Linked DNA regions of Drosophila melanogaster: region 1 is linked to region 2. The links are chromatin contacts, called in public Hi-C maps. All regions are on one chromosome and are shown on one strand. Each heading gives the region's core, a stretch centred on a gene start, on an enhancer-like site or on the middle of the called end of the contact. The rest is flanking DNA. Distances are from core to core; before and after follow the strand shown.

Evidence for each region. Hi-C and Micro-C count contacts between places; a contact is called where the count stands out from the background.
Region 1: a Hi-C map of the Kc167 cell line shows a contact between it and region 2, with 1.7 times the contacts expected there. The contact joins the promoter of Spc25 here to the promoter of Men in region 2. A contact is called at or near these places in 5 of 107 Hi-C or Micro-C datasets (the Clone 8 cell line, the Kc167 cell line, the S2 cell line and 1 more) and 2 of 6 datasets of contacts at active chromatin or transcription factors (the Kc167 cell line and the S2 cell line).

What each region holds. Positions count from the first base shown.
Region 1 is chr3R:12,958,494-12,963,359 of dm6, reverse strand. Spc25 reads right to left here and starts at 1,615. Exons shown (of 3, transcript NM_141982.3): 1 at 1,398-1,615; 2 at 1,118-1,334; 3 at 111-643. The coding sequence starts at 1,524. The coding sequence ends at 319. It overlaps grsm (granny smith), which reads left to right. Exons shown (of 7, transcript NM_169482.1): 3 at 3,043-4,067; 4 at 4,132-4,288.
Region 2 is chr3R:12,719,020-12,724,015 of dm6, reverse strand. Men (Malic enzyme) reads left to right here and starts at 1,574. Exons shown (of 4, transcript NM_080141.4): 1 at 1,574-1,880; 2 at 3,989-4,613. The coding sequence starts at 1,819.

The DNA.
Region 1 (4,866 bases), core at 366-2,865, 240 kb before region 2:
CTACTTAAACTGGAGCCTTTCGCGATATCTCTTCTTTGGCGATATCTCTAAAAATTTTTAAGCTTCCAGTGAAGATGATATATCAGAAAAAAGAAAAAAAAAAAAATTTTGGGAGATATATGTATAATTTACACTGCACTTAAACAATTACAAGCAGTACTTAAATGGCTAAAAAACTGCTATAATAAGATGCTTAATTCGTTAAGATGAATTCCCAATTGAGCTTTTATTGGAAGCCAACTATTTATAATGCTAAAATAAAGTGCTCCATTGGAAAAGGGTCTTCCCCCTAATCCAAGTAAATCAGTTAATCGGAAGTCAGGTGTGGCTCATCGGCGATGTGAGATCAATCTCGATTATAGACTTGCAATTGTCTGCTTCCTTGGGCGGAGTAGTGGGAGCACGTGACTCCATAGCCATGTCCATGGCCAGCGAGATAAGCTGCTGCCACTGCGCCACGTCCACATTTAGACTCTCGAGATGCTGACACAGTGAGTCCAGTCCTTCCACATCGGTCGCCTTCAGATCAAAGGGTATCAACTGGTCGCGTTTATCGCCACGGAGTACAGTGACACCCTTCACACGTGCCGGCAGCGCTTCTTGATTTATATAGGTTCTTGTTGTCTTCGACAGCGTGTGAATGCTATAAAATAAAACAAATAAACACACATTGCTCTCATTATAGTATACTAAGTTTAAAACTGACCGCATTAAAATCGGATTTGTTTGAAAAATAAGAGCGCATGTGAGGCTATGCAAATAAATTATGTATGTAAGCTAAATAAGTTATTTGGAACACGACCTCAACTATATCTATTATTTGCAGTTTATAGACTTTGATGATGCTCCTAATAGATTTAGTTAAAGTAAATAAAGTATTTGATTAGTCTCTCACTGCAACTTGTACGCATGTAAAGACCATAAATGTTGACAATACATTATTGTCATATACATATATTTGTACCAATAGTAGTTTTGGATGGACTAAAAATCAATATGAATAGTCATTTTTATGTATAATAAGGACAAGATCGAACCCATTGGAGCCCGGAAAATATTAGCTAGCCATTCGTGCTAAGAAAATCTTAATATGATTATCTTTGACCTAATCCCTGACCTTTCCATGATTTCGTTTTTGCGCTGTTTGGCCAGCATTTTCTGCTGTTTAAACCAATCTTTCATGGCCAAATTGTGAAGTTTGGTGGCCTCCAGTTCTCGATCAAGTTCCTCTATGAAGGAAACTCGCTTGTCCAACTCCTCCCGCCGCTCCATGAGCACTTTTTGCAACTTTCCCACTTTCCGCTGATGGCGCGAAGCTGCTTCCTTGACATCCACTAAAATATTTAGTGAAATATATCAATTGAAATGGAGATATATGGAGATAAATTCCAACTCACACAAATTGCTGTTGAATTTAAAGACCTTTTTGATGAATTTCGCCTCGAGGGCTTCCATGTGAATTTGTTTTTCGTACAAAGCCTTTACGCGCCTTTCGTAACTCGATTCAGTCATAATAATTGCCATTTTAAACTCAATTTACTGCAATCAATTAAAATCTTTAAAAACTAAGCGCCGTTTTCCAGACGCTTGTTTTGCTTTCCAGTTAGTGGTGGTACTTCTCATTAGGGATGACACTTCCACGACACCAGCAGGGTGGCCAGGCTGAAAGAAAAAAGTGGTTCTGCACTTATCGATAGCTGACATCGACTTATCGTCGTGCAAGTCACATCTCTATTAGCCGGCAAGCAAAAAATTGCAAGTCAAATTGGCAGCAAAATAAAATAAAAATAAAACGTCGGCACTTTTGGCAAATTTTTGTGCAATTTCTGAAGCAGGCACTTCATGCGTTTGCTGCTCTGCGTCCAGGCAATACGCAACCATCTCGCTCGCACCTACAGCAGCGCCCGCTTCAAAAAGGTGAGCGAATAAAAAGGCAGAAAATGTGCAAAAAACGCTTTGCAAACGAAGAAATCGCGAACAAAGAGTCTAAAAATAGAGAATATAGAATTTGCATAATATTTCTACATATCGAGTGTCCAGTCAAATCCAATTGAAAATGGGTAAATTAGATGTTTATCCACTTTTCGGTTTCGAATGCTGCGAGTCGGTCAACGACCCACTTGTTGTTCTTGTTGCACCGAATTCAAGGTCATGTGGCATTTGCGATTTTAAGAAACTTAAATCGCTTTATGCACAATGATATCGTGCTTATAAAACCCATGCGAGTTTATGGAGCATCGTAAAGATATGTGCTGAACGATATCTTTTCGGTAGTTTATGTTTTTATTGCCTTGCGACTGTAAAGCTGGAAAATTGATGGCTTTAAGTTGAAAATGTTAACTACTTAGTTAAGTTATTGTACCAAAATATATTAAAATTAATAATTTGTAAAAAAAAACGTTATTTGATTTTATAAGATTTTCTAATATTCGCTAAAACTCAGAAAATGTTATGTAAATTATTAGAATTCATATTGCTACTACAATTTATCTTAATTTGTTCATTATAAATGCAATACAATTTATATTTATGTATATTAGGTGATTATTATAGTTAAAATATTTTAGAGGTAATTTTTTTCTTTTGAAGCTTCATTTTATGAACCCAATGCTTTTTAGTTGTAAACATAATTATTGATTGATTGTTTTTTATTAGAATTTTAGTTATAAAATTATACTGCAGTATTTTTCACAATGGAGCTACTTTAATTGAGCCATTCTAATATGGGTCAGCTATTCTTAAACTTCCCCTACAGCGTTGCATCCGCTTGCAACCGATGAGTAACGCCCCTGTGTTTGTCCAGATGGCCCTACCCATAACCCAAATGCCACTGCTTATCTCGCCGGTTTTGGCTCTCGTGATTTATGGATGGCTGCATCCATTGACCGCCCCTGTGGTGCAAAGTCGTCGACTGATAAGCAAGTGGGGCACTTGGAGCGCTAAACACCAGATTAGCACCGATAAGATAATACCGGCGGCTTATCACTGGGATTTGGCTAGCCATTCCATTCTTTACTCATTCGCACACACATTCTCTTACAGATGGCCACGGACGTAAAGTTTAACGAGTCGCTAGGCTGCAGTGATCCGCAGACACATCCGGTCCTGATCATCGGCCAGCTGCGCCATCTAAACCTACTGAAGTTCAGTCATCTGGAGAGCAAACTCAGTCCGCGCGTCACCGAGGAGACCTTCCTGAATGCCGTCGCTTGTCTGCATCCCGCGCCCACCGATAAGGTATCCCTCTATCTCGATGTGGCCACCGTGGCTGCCCTGCCATTGAAGGCATCCCGACACAATACGGCATCCCGGGCTCATGCCATCACTCGTCTGGTAAAGAACCATGTGCTGAACGTTTCCGAGGAGAGCGTGGTGCTCGTCTGCGAACGAGAGAATCTATTCGCCAGCGCCTGTGCGGTGGTTCGCGCTTTTCCACTCTATTCCCGCAAAACGGGCAATCTGCTGGCCTCAAGTCAGCCAAAGCTAAATCTTGGATGTGGAGATGGAAACGCAAATTCAGGACGCAACGTAGTCAATGTTGAGTTTGTGCTAATCAACAAGGATGGCTGCATTGAGAGCGAGCCTTTGACAGACGACGAGCTAAATTGCCTGAATGAGACCACACGGGCAATTCGAATGACTGCTCGCATTGTAGATATGCCCTGCAACGAAATGAACGTGGACCACTTCATCCAGGAAGTTGAGGATGTGGGCAGGGAGCTGTGCATTACGCCAAAAGTAATCCGTGGCGAGGAGCTGCTGGAGCAAGGATTTGGCGGCATTTACGGCGTGGGCAAAGCTGCGGCTGTGCCGCCTGCCCTCGTTGTGCTCTCCCATGAGCCAAAGGGCGCCCAGGAGACTATCGCTCTGGTCGGCAAGGGCATCGTCTACGACACCGGTGGCCTCAGCATCAAGGCCAAGACCGGCATGCCCGGCATGAAGCGCGATTGCGGCGGAGCGGCGGCGATTCTCGGAACCTTTTACGCGGCTGTCCAGTGTGGATTTAGGGATAACTTGCATGCCGTCTTCTGCTTGGCGGAGAACTCTGTCGGACCAAATGCCACTCGGTGGGTTTTGCCCTTAGTTTAGCATTCAATGGATCAGTTAAATACTAATGCGTTTACTTTGCAGCCCCGATGACATTCACACCCTTTACTCGGGCCGCACAGTGGAGATCAATAACACGGATGCCGAGGGTCGCTTGGTGCTCGCCGATGGCGTTTGCTACGCCAACAAGGATCTGAAGGCCAACATTATTCTCGACATGGCCACATTGACTGGAGCACAGGTAAGGCATTCTATAAAGCTAGCATAGCGCCCTGTTTTGATAAAAATGTGCCCAACACGTGATTTTTGTTTATTATATCAATTAAATTTGTTCTAGCGTGGGAATGTTTGATTATTGTTTACAATTAGATCGCACTTAGGATTTAGGTCAAGCATATATAGAATTGGGTTTGAATTATATTTGGTTTCCCTATTCATCGAAAGTCAGACTACAACAATGAACTCATTCAATTACCACATTTACAGCACAATGTAATAGATTTCATTGAATAATGTAGAGAGTGATATTTACTGAAACTATCAGCTTCATGGACTGATTTGTACCCGCTAGGCTACAATTATTTGCCAAGTTGGCAAGTTGGCCTTTCTGTCACTTTTAATCGCATTAAAGGCAACAATTCACTGGGATTGAATTCACATTTTTGCCACTAATGCAGGCAGCAAATGATGTTGCCGGTGTCCAAGGTAATTTCGGTTTCGAGGGATCTTTGCGGCAGGTAACTGGGGAAATGGCTGGGTGGTGGCCTTGGATGTACTGGCTCCGCTGCCTTGTTATGCGAGAATTTATGCCACGCTTTA
Region 2 (4,996 bases), core at 325-2,824:
ACGCAAACAAAGCTTTTAAGCTTTTATTACATTAACAGTAGCGCCTAAAATTAACGGCCAAATCTAGAGCTTAACGATAGCGCCATCTATTATATTTTAAGCGAACTATCACTTATCAGTAATGTTTTGCAATGCTAGGTTTTATGGTTCTGTTAAACGAATTTAAAAAAATATAAATTATAAAAATTTCTAACTGGAAATTTCCATTCGGAGTGGTTTTTAGTATTTTTTGGAGTTTCGCTTGTATAATCATTGTTATTGTTGGCCTCCTTAAGATACTTTCGTGGTCACTATTGTATGAACTAGATAGAATGAATCGAAATTTTAACAAACTACGATGTTATCTGTGGTTTTTAAAATACATATGTAGATAAGTTAATAATGGTATAGCGACATTCTTTGTTAGTTTTATATGCACACTTTACTTCAATAATCCAACAATTTTCTCGTATATGTCGATAATACCAATATTAATGCAGCCACGATTCCGCCGTATGGTTTTTTTTTACTGACTTAACTGAAATTACAATTGACCCTGGCAGCAATTGAAATCGTGTTGCAACTTTTCATACGACACTTTCGCAAATTTTAGACAGTAAACACAAGCCGACACTTCAACAATAAATTCGATATAGCAAACCAAACCCAGTAATTAATGTGTGTCATATTTGCACAATTGAACAAGATCTTTGAACATTAGTGCAATATATATTATGATTTCAACAGACAGCAGTGCAATAAAGCAAATCTAATTAAAATTCGAGTGCCACCCAGGCGACAAATGAAACAGCGGTAAAATCATTAGGTGATAAAATCAGAGTCAAAAGGCGAAAAAAGCCTAAGGATCCACCACACCGACTACCGAGTCCCCTTCCCCATCGTTTCAACTCAGTGCATTTGAAATGACCCGGAATTCATTGGATTTATAAATTTTTCTTCGCCACTTGCCAAGTGCAGCCGACTGGGACGCGATGGTCAGCAATCGAGTTGCCTTCTTTGAAAGCTGAAATTATTATTTTTTAATTGGCCAGCAACAAATTGCTTCATGCATTTGTGTGTGCCGCCCAGAGGTCACTGCGATTAACCAACCGCTCAGGTTTTGTGTGACTCCAAGTGAAGTACAACTCAGCGCCAAAGCTTCTCTAAGGCTGCAACGATTAATCAAATACGGTGAAACCCCGAAATGAAAGTCTTGCTAGATTAAAATTAAAAAGAGAATACAAACAAACCCATTTTTGTATAGTCCTTTTGTAAAGCATAAAAATTTACAAATTATAGTTAAATAAAACAGCAGATTACCTAATATCAACGTTAAATAGTGTTTAAAGTTATTGATTTTTATATAAGAAATAAACTAAAAACCTATTAAAAATGCATTTTAGATTTCATCCTTTTTAGCGAGGGGCCACTGTAGCCGTCTGGGCCTACCAAAGTGACTCAGTGGAGCAAATGTCGCGTGCTGCCTGCGTGCGGGTGCGAGCGGGAGGGCAGCACCGGACACTCTCCTTCTCCTTCTCCTTTGGGCCGCCCGCTGCTAGCAAGTTGCCTCCGGTGTTCGCAGAGCCGCGATTTCAGCGCGAGTTCAGTTTTTGATTCAGTTTCAGGCGGTTCGGAGTTGCTAAGTCAAGCGCAATAGCTCAAAATACACTTTTTTTAATTTTTGTTAATAACTGTTTTTAATAATTCCGGTGAAACATCGCGTGGTCAAGCGAACTGAGTTAATTTTCGCGTTAGAAAAGTTCACAAGTTTTGCGTTTACCAAATAATTAACTATAACTATTTAACTGGAGCTAATTTAACTGAAATTTAGAACCCAAAATGGGTAATTCCAGTTCCATTTGCGCCGATCGCAATGTCATAACAAATTTCGATGAAAATGGGTAAGAAATGAAATGGAAAAGTGAACAAACTGAAGCTGAACTCAAGCGATTGGCAAAAGAGGATTTCGAAAATGCGAGAGTTGGCCAAAGAGTTTGTGTTTACTAATGCGCAAACATGTTTGTAATTAATTTGTTTATTTTTATTGTTACTAAAAACTAATAACTGAAAGATTAGGAAATTATATTTTACATAAAAAAGTTATTTATAAAAAACCATTACAAATTCTTAACATTTTTTGTTTCGATACTTAATATATTTAAGTAGATCCTTTCCTGCAACTACAAGTTTTTTCTTGTGCAAATGCAAGCCAAGCCACCGCCCTCAGCCCCGCCCCTCCAATAATTTGTTTCTCGAGGTGTCATTAGTGGTCAATGATTCGTTTTACTAGTGTTTTATCAACGATTTACAGGCGACTCGTCGGCGTTGCGATAAAAAAGAATAACTTCTGACACACGCCATCGATAAAAAATTAGAGCACCACCTTCTTAATTAACGATTTTCGAAGTAAAAAGAAAAAAAAAAGTTAGAGCGACAGGTGTGTTTTGCTCACGAAGGTACTTGGAAAATGTAATTCGTTGGCAAAGCTGAAGTAAATTGTTAATATTTATGAAGGTTGCTCGGGCACACACACAAACATGTGTGATATATTCCAATTTATTCGCCTGCCGTGTTTTACTTTCAATTTTTGTGTAATAATTGAATATATCAAACAGACATCCGAGCAAAAGCGGAACGGGCCCACCGGTCGTATGAGTGAGTCAAGTGCAAAGTGGGGCGGGAACTGAAGCGATTCGGGACACTGAAGGTTAAGGTTGGGGTTTGGGGCTTCTACCTTGAGGCGTCTCTTTAAATAATTTATACTTAGTCAGATGCCACAAGTTCAGGAGGTATTATTGGTTTATATTTAACGCCATCGAGTCTAATAATCTCTAATAGAAAAGGTTCGGTTTATTTAATTCAAGTAATGCACGCACGTTGTACTTAAGTTTACATTAAAATCAAAGCTACTGATTATAAATAATAGTAGATAAGAAATTGCTAACTGCAATACTCTATAGTCTAATTTGAATACTATTATTTCGACCGCTGCTGTTCTCACGGAAACTTTTCGCATGCTATTCACGCCGCATCGCAATGTTTTCCAGGTCCCAGACAAATGATTTGATGGTAATAATCGTTGTTTAATGGCGTTTATATGTGCAGATAGTGTTTGCACCGCCCTTATCAGTCAGCTGATATACCCCACACAACTGAAACTAATCGGAGAGAAAGAGCCAAAGAGCGCGGAAACAAAACAAAATCGCAAAGTGTATACATATGGTGGTAGCAAAACAAATCGAATACTGCGGTTCAGTTCAGCACGAAAGCTGCAGCAACGCAGACAAAAGTCAAATACTCAGTGAGATAATTGTCGGCAAATCAATATACTAATAAGTATATAATATAGAAGACTTTTAAGAGCACCGCCATGTACTCGATCCTACGACGCTGTTCTGGTATCAGAAAAACTTTTGGACCGTGAGTCGAATGCAAGAATTTCAGAATAACAAGTATAATGTGGTGTCATACGATTGGACCACAGATCAAGAGGGTGTGTTTCTGAATTGGCAATAATCAGTGTCACTTTGGCACCACTTATCGGTTTCCATCTGGAAGGCGTGTCTGCGATGCATCGCCTCATCATATGACCATGCACATACGTTCAAACATATCAGCGCATTTCAAAGGTTCTGAAAACCTTGATAAGGAATCTGAAACGAAGAGTACCCACCCTTTAAGGGCCTCTTTTAACCCTAAATACCATTTTATTGCTCTACGACTTTTTGGCTATTACAAAAAGCTTTTTATGGTGAAATTCATATATTATTATATACTGTTATATAATATACTATTCAAATAAGATATATATACTATTAAAATGTAATATATATATTATTAACAATTGTTAGTGTGGGAACGTGGAGTGTGTACGATTAAAATTCAATTAAAAATGTTAACATCGGTTCTTTCAGAAAGAGTATCCGAATGTTGGTGACGAATTGGTTGTTATTGTCACTCCCGCATTGACATTCATTCACATATTGTCTGCTCTCTCTCTCTCCCTCAGCACGCCGGTTTATCCCACCGCCAACAATTCGCAGAGTCCTTCCTCATATAGTCGCGGCAAAGAGCGCGAGCTCGGCTGTTACACGAAGAGAAACAGCAACAGCAACAACAACAATAGCCATGAGAGAGAGAGTCAGAGCTGTTGTAGTAGTCGTGTGTGTAAAAATCATACGACCACAACGACAACCACACTCGAATACGAACTTTCCAATTTCGCAAAACTAACGACACGAATCACAACGCAAAGTGCCGCCGAAGTGGACACATCGCCGCATACGGATACGGAAACGCATAGGGACAGAGATTCGAATCCGGGTAATATAGCCTTAGCCACCGATTTGGAACTGCCCAAGGGTCTGCCGTTATCGTTATCCTCGCGACACCACTGGAATCAGCTGCAGAGCAGTTTGCACGCCCTTCACCACCAGCAACAGCAACAACAACAGCAACTACGTTCATACAGCTCCACTAGCGAAACAAATTTGGAAGACAAGATGAGCAAACCCGATTCGAAACTAGATAAATACGCGCAGCGCGATCGCCTGGGCCTTTGGGGCACTGGTGACAATGAGGTGGTCGGCAGCCTCTCCGGATTCACCCGACTCTTGGACAAGCGCTACTCAAAGGTGAGTTCCACAAGTAGGAATATGCGAATACGCTTTTAAGTTGCCCAGTTCCGTGAACTTAGTGGAAAAATACCAGGCAAAGGTTTTTAAGGGTGGGTTCGCATTCGGTTTTTTTTTCCGCTCCCCATATCGGCGAATTGTGTTAGTGAACCGTGTTTGGGTAAATATTTAGAGGTAGAGTCATAATTATAGACTATTAGAAGAAGTTTAATTGGTCTAGAATTTGAAGAACTTAAGCCTTACCTTAGAACTTACCTTAGCCATCCATATGTATCTGAAAGATATTTACTAATAATCGTTAATTATGTGAAATTTCGCTAGAAGTGAGTTCCAATGTTGGAATTTCTTCTTGAAAAAGTGTGAATTTATTCTAGGCCACCTGC